2 separate regions of the Gossypium hirsutum genome follow, and region 2 is linked to region 1. Evidence: chromatin contacts called from public Hi-C data. All regions are on one chromosome and are shown on one strand. The core of a region is the stretch at or near the end of the contact, and the rest is flanking DNA. Distances in the headings are between cores, read along the strand shown. Region 1 has its middle 3.2 kb from the start of LOC107890432. Region 2 holds the start of LOC107891965 (heavy metal-associated isoprenylated plant protein 32).

Region 1 (3,534 bases), core at 559-3,058:
AAATTGAATTATTAATTATGCCATACAATATTCGTCTTAAAATTTTATATTGGTATCAATTTCACATATTATTTTTAAAATAAATTTTATTAAAAAATCATATTTTTACATTTAATATATTTTTTAATTCCAAAATACATAGTGACAAGAATCTGAAGATAATTGAAACAACTAAGCAAGCAAAAAAGCTAACCAATATATAAAAAATTAATAAATAAATTATGAGGTGATGAAAGTTAATAAAAATTTCATTAAGGTGGACAAATTTTATTATGATGGGTGACAGTGGTTACAAGGATCCAAAATTATTTTTTAAAATTTAACTCGAACAAATATATTCGATTCGATTCGATTCGAATTCCATCTCACTCGACTCGATTCGAGAAAACTTCAAATAAAGTTAGGATGATAAAATGAGATTCGAAAACTCGATTAACTCGAAAATTTTCGATTCGATTCAATCGAATGCTCACCCCTAACTAGAATTCACCTTTTCTTTATTTTCTTATCCCTTAATTTTTGTAATGGTAAGTTGAAATCACTTACATCAATATAAATTTAATTTTTTATTATGAGTAAAATATAATTAATTTATACATTTTTAAAAATTTTATAGGATTTATTAAAAAATTTATTCATGTAAATTGAAATTTCAAAACTTAATATAAAATTTGTTAAAATAAAAAGCAAAATTCAACTTAAATTCATACACTAGAAAAGGGAGATAAGAAGGAAGTAGTAATAATGAAGCGTGGAGGCGTCTGGATTTCTTTTGTGGGACCCACATCTTAACCTTTTTCTTATTTTAAACACCTTCCGTACTTCCCTTAATAATAATACAAAAAATAAAAAATAAAAAATAAAAAATAAAAAATAAATGGAAAAAGATTCCCGCGCTCTTCTAACAGGCTAACCGACAAATTTCGCCGTTTACAAGCTTCCGTTATCTTTTTTCTTCACCCTTCTCTCCCAATCTTCTCCTTTATTTTTATTTTTATTATTTTCACCGTTTCCATGAAATGGCTCGGCTCGGCTCGGCTCGGCTCAAGTGTTCCGGCTAACAACTCTCTTTGTTTATTTGCTTCAAGGAATCTCTTTTAGATTAGATTGAGGATTACATAATCAACAACCTAACTGATGACCCCTCAAAAAACCACACAACCTAATTTATGGCTAAACTCAGTTAAAATTTCATTTTCATCATTAATGTTATCGAATTGTAATACTTTGATGATTTTTTCCTTAAAATTATAACGATTATAATCTTAACCGAAAAAAATATCGTGACGTGTTAGTTTAAAGGTTAATATCTAACTTAACTTATGAACTATAATTGAAATATTTAATTTTATCTTTATAACATTTTTTAATCATAATTTTGAAAAATAATTATCTAAAATTTTAAAATTATCTACAAATTCTTTAAAAATTCAGAAATTTATTTATTTTCTAAATCTATAAATTTTATTTTTTTTAAATTATAGTTATGTAATAAAAAAAATCATAAAATCCTTAAAAAAATTAACCTAAGTTGAGTAGGTTAAATTTCAAAAATTGTAAAAATATCAAAAAATTCTTTTAAAAACTCTGAAATTTTGTTATTTTATTTTTGAAATTATAAAAAATGTTTTTAAAACTATAATTACGTAAAAAATTGAAAATTTCACAAAATTCTAAAAACAACCTTTCAAACCTTTGAACTTTCTGAAAAAGCAACCTTTCTGCTTTCAACCCCATTTCCGCCACTTGAACCACCATGCCGACATCCTCTCCGGTCGAAAACAGGACCACCGTTCAAGCTTTGTCCTCTATCACTTCAACCCACAGCGGACAAATGAAATGAGAATGGTTTTTGTTTTTTTTACAGTGACATCAACGTACATGTATATCCATGTAAAGAAAATGGAGACTGGCAAAAAATCAAACAACATCCTTGAGCCTCTGAAACAACAAGTCGTCGCCATTGCTTGAGACCTTTCAGGTAATTATTATTTTTTTAATTCCGATGTTAATTTTTGAGTTACTTATTGGGAAGTGCTGATATTTTTTTTTTTGCCTATTTTTAATTATCTAATAACTTAAAGTTCCATTGATTTGTTAACCTAAATCTTCTTTATCTTGAACTTTTAATTGATTAGAATATGGTAACTTTTTTTGTTTTTAATTTATTTTCACCTCAGAAATTTACTATATTTTGATGCAGTGTCGAACAATAAATCAATAATTCTTTTGGCTGAAGTAAAATCTGTACAAAATTTAACCATTTTTATTGATGCGATGGGCTGGAAAAGAGAGGATTTTCTTACAAAGTGAAAGGGCTTGGAAGGTTCTTTTTCTAAGATTTTATGAAATTTTAATTTTTTTACATAATTACTCATTATATATTTTGATCACTATTTTTAGTTTCTTTTTAATCTATAAATAAGAGGATAATGGACTTCAATATACTCAAACTCACACCATCCTGCATTGACAACAATAGTCATACCAATTAAGTTAAAACTCAAGACCAATTTAACATTGATGAAAGTATTGTTAAACAAAATACTTTTAAGCTTTTCAAAAGTACTTTTTAGATAAAATTAGCCCAAAAACACTTTCGAGAAGTAAAATTGAGCTAAATCTCAATCAACATACATAATTATAGTTTTAAAAATATTTTTAATAATTTAAAAAAATTAAAATAGCAAAATTTCTGAAATTTTTAAAGAACTTTTTGTTATTTCAATATTTTTATAATTTTTGAATTTTAACCTAACTCAATTTTTTTAATTTTTTAAGACTACGATTTTATTAATTTTCACATAATTATAATTTTAAATTTTTATAGAAATTTTTTTATTTTTAAAGAATTTTTTTGCTAATCATTTTTTTGCTTGCATTAAAATAAAATATAATCATCAAATTATATTATTTAACATAATTAATAATTAATAATTTTATATTTGTATATAAACAACCAGTACCAAAGTTATCAGCACTGTATCGATTGTTATACCAATTTTAATAGGTACTGCTATATACAAATATTTGTTTTTAGATTTATTAGTGTTTTTAATTTTTTCCTATACTTATAGCCTAATTTCTAGTTTTTTTTAAACAAAATATACATTAAATACAAGCAAATATATCTCATTTACATATCTAAAAAAATGTTTATATAAAAACATAAAATTTAAAATTATTAAGTAAGTTAAATAATTTAATTTTAATGATTAAATTTTATTCTTAATGTAACTAGAAAATAAAAATAATTAAGAGAAATATAGAAATCTTGTACTAGTTGTTCATATACGAAATTTTTATATTTTTAAACTAATTTTTAATATTTTCAATTTTTGTAACTTCAATAAAAAATAAATATAATCATTAAATTAAGTTATTTAACTCAATTATTAATTATTAATTTTATGTTTGTATATAAATATATTTTACATATGTAATTGAGATCCATTGCATTTATATTAATATATATTTTAGAATAAATTACTTTACAGATAAAAGATCATTCATATTTAATTACTCAAAAATCTA
Region 2 (3,534 bases), core at 774-3,273, 310 kb after region 1:
CCATTGCACGTTGTTGGTTCATCATTGCTGCCAAATACTGTTGTTGTTGTTGTTGTTGATGGTATGGGTTACCCGGCATTACATCCGGACCCGCTCCTTGGAAGTACCCTCCGCCGCCGCCGCCGCCGTTCATGGCTGCTGCCGGTAACCCTTGCACTGCTGGGATGTTACCCATTTGGGGTAAGCTCCCCATTTGGCCCATTGCCATGTTCATGGCAGCAGCCCTTTGTTGTTGACTCATGTTCCCTCCATTAGCGCCGCCACCCATGGTAGGGAACCCATCGGAAACACCGTTGGGAGCTCCCTTTTTGCCACCGTTTCCACCACCGTTGTTACCACCATTCTTCTGCAGCTCCTGAGGTAAACCACCGCCATTTTTACCACCGTTTTTACCACCGCCACCTTGATATGGATTCCCCCCGTTAGGATTCCCTCCAGCACCACCACCTTTCTTACCTCCATTCCCATTTTTACCCTCATTGTTACCACCACCAACAGGCATACCACCACCCCCACCGTTACCACCTTTCTTACCATTACCCCCACCATTAGGAGCAGCATTTTGAGGACCCTTTTGGGGATTCATAAGCTGAGGAAGATTACCATTCATCATGCCATTCAACATCACCATGTTGTTGGGCATTCCTTTAGGAGGAGCATTATTCCCCATCATAGCCTTCATCTTGTGAAATGGATGACGAGGATCATCCAACTCATCGCCATCATCAAAATCATCATCATCAAGATCACAATCATTATCCAAGTCATCATCATCATAATCATCATCACTGAAATCTTCCTCTTCAGCAAACTTGACAGCTTTGTTGTTTTGGAGTTGGTTGGGATTAGGACCCATTTTCATGTCCTTCAACTGAGGCAGCTTCAGATCTTGGAACCCTTTCATTTGTTGAACCTGTTGAAGATGCTGGTGCAACTGTTGAGGTGTCGGCTGACCACCTTTCGGCTGGTTATTGTTGTTGTTGTTCCCTTTCTGACCACCCTTGTTGTTGTTTTGGTTGTTGTTCTTGTTGTTGTTGTTTCCACCTTTGTTGCCATTATCAAGCATCTGCATGTTCTTGAACTGGTTGGCAAGATGAGCTTGATTGTTGTTAGCTTTTGCAGAACCCCAAGGCTCTGCATGCTTCCCTGATTTTGCAAGCTTTCTTATTAGAACATTAGGATCTACATTTCCCAACACTGTTACCTTACCTTGCTCAGAATCTATGGTAGTCTTAAAAACCCCTGACAAAACAAAAATAAAACCCAAAAAACTCAACTTTAAAGTCTGAAACATGAAAACAAATTAATGTCCCAAAAAATGAAGAAATACCTTCAATCTTTTGTAAGATTTTCTTCACTTTGTGCTTACATCCATCACAGTGTATGTTAACCTTGAGGACACAAGTCTGCAAACAAGCAAAAAAAAAAAGATTTTTTGAGTAGAAACGAAGTAAAGGTATAATCTTTAACCAAAAAAAAATAGAGAAACAAAAAATGAGAGAGAAAAAGAGAGAGAAAATACTTGGATCTTCATAAACTCTTCTTTACTCATTTTTTTTGTTCTTTTCTAATCTCAAATACACAAACAAAAACAACGAGAATGAAAGAGGAAAAAAAAGGGTTGGTAACAGATCTGAAGAAAAAACAGAAGAAATGATAGAAATTTACAACAAATCCCAAAAAAGACTTAGTATATGGGTTTGTTTAACAGAAGAAGAAAGAATGAGAGCCGGAGAAGAAGAAGAAGAAAGAGAATATATGTTAATAAGCAAAGCAAAGACTCTGCTAAAAGGCAAGAAAGAGAGAGTGCCGGCAATGGCAATGGCAATGGCAATGGCAACGGCAACAGCAGGCAAAGCAAAGCAAAGCTTCACTCTATCTTTTGGATCTTTATTTATTGATATATTTATATATGTTGAAATTTTACCAGAAAGAAGATAGAGTGATTTTTGTTTTTTTTTTTTGTAAAATGGGGTTTAGGCTTGGCTTGAGCTTTGGCTTTTGGCTTTGGTATTGGCTTTGTATGAACAAGAAAATAAATAAAAAAAATTTGAGGCTTTTGGTGATTTCACAATTTTCACCGTAAGAGGGGGATTGGATTTTGGTGGGTCCAAAATAATATATGGAGTGTACAAAGATCACAGATGTGAATGAACTCCTTGCCATACGCTTCCCTATCCTCCTTAGATTCGAGTTTATTTTAATTATTTTCTTATTTTTTAATTAAAAGGATTTTCGTCAAATAATTAAACTCTTTGAATTGTAAAAATTTAATTTTTATATCAAAACTTCTAACGAGTAATAAGTTGATGGAAGAGATTCGAAAATTATCTATGTTCACACCATTTTTTGGATGGAAACGGGGTCGACTTAGATTTTGAAAAAAAGAATGAAAACGGGAGTCGCCACCAATCCTTTTTTTGATGAGGTGTGATCGGGTCACCTCAAAAAGTGGTTGTTTTTTAATAAATGATTTAATTTTATGAAAACAACGATTTTGGTCTACGAAATTCAGAAAAAGGTTCGGGAGTCGGTTACGCACGAGGAAGGATTAGCACCCTCGACACGCCCAAAATTGGTACCTTAGTTGATTATTTAATGTCTTTATGTCGAAAATTAAAAACTCGAAAAGAATTTAAAAATAAGATCCTTCTTTATATTGCGTTATTTTTTTTAAAAAAAAATTACTTGGATAAGTCAAAATGAAAAATGCCTTCTTATCTCGAATTAACAAGATGTCACATCCAGTAAGTTAGGACACGACACCTTGTATTTTTTGAGAGTAAGCTTTCCTTTTATTTTTTATTTAAACCTCATTTATTTTAATTTTAAAAGGATATTCGATTACTTAAAACCAACGAGAAAAATCGAATCTCAGTAAGTTAGGGCATGATTTTCTCGAATTTTCTAAATACGGAATATGCCTTTACTTTCGAAAAATCCTCATATCGAGAAAACCACGTGTCATATCCAATGCGTTAGGACACAACATATTGAAATCCCGATAATGAGTTTTTATTTATGTTTTTTATTAGAGAGCATTCTCGAGCATTTAGATTCAACAGAAAATTAGAACCCAGCACGTTAGGGCCCAATTCTCTCGAAGATCCCAAGTATCGAGTATTGCTTTTGTTTCCAAAATTTTCCTTTTTTACGAATTCGGGTAAAAATTGATGTGACGGAATAACAATTACGATAATGCGAGTAAAAATAATACGAGCGAAGATAACAAAAATAAATATATAAAAATCAATTATATACAATAACAAGTAAATAAACAAAATAAAAAAAACTAAAACATTTTTTAAAAAAAATAATAATGGACACATAAATAAATAGATAAACATAAAGTAAAACAATAATAATAATAAAGAAATGAATAAAATTATAAAAGTTTTAAAAACGCATGTATGAATTTTAAAAGATTTAAAATACAAAAAAAAACTATGTAGGTATATATATAATGAAAATATGTATGTCTATACATATATATATATGTGTATGTACAAGAATTATAAAATATGAAAACATAAT

What was found. A called contact is a pair of places that touch in the nucleus more often than the background predicts.
Region 2: a Hi-C map of leaf shows a contact between it and region 1, with 2.6 times the contacts expected there. The contact joins the promoter of LOC107891965 here to the enhancer-like site in region 1. A contact is called at or near these places in 12 of 34 Hi-C or Micro-C datasets (callus, leaf, petal and 1 more).

Annotation. Positions count from the first base shown.
Region 1 is chrD09:27,952,348-27,955,881 of Gossypium_hirsutum_v2.1, forward strand. No RefSeq gene overlaps it. Among protein-coding and RNA genes, the nearest start is that of LOC107890432, 3.2 kb to the left of the region's middle. Within about 2 kb of position 1,809, at least 6 of the 9 cell types and tissues checked have an H3K27ac peak or open chromatin away from gene starts, as enhancers often do.
Region 2 is chrD09:28,257,190-28,260,723 of Gossypium_hirsutum_v2.1, forward strand. It overlaps LOC107891965 (heavy metal-associated isoprenylated plant protein 32), which reads right to left and starts at 2,024. Exons shown (of 3, transcript XM_016816900.2): 1 at 1,523-2,024; 2 at 1,331-1,406; 3 at 1-1,242. The coding sequence starts at 1,552.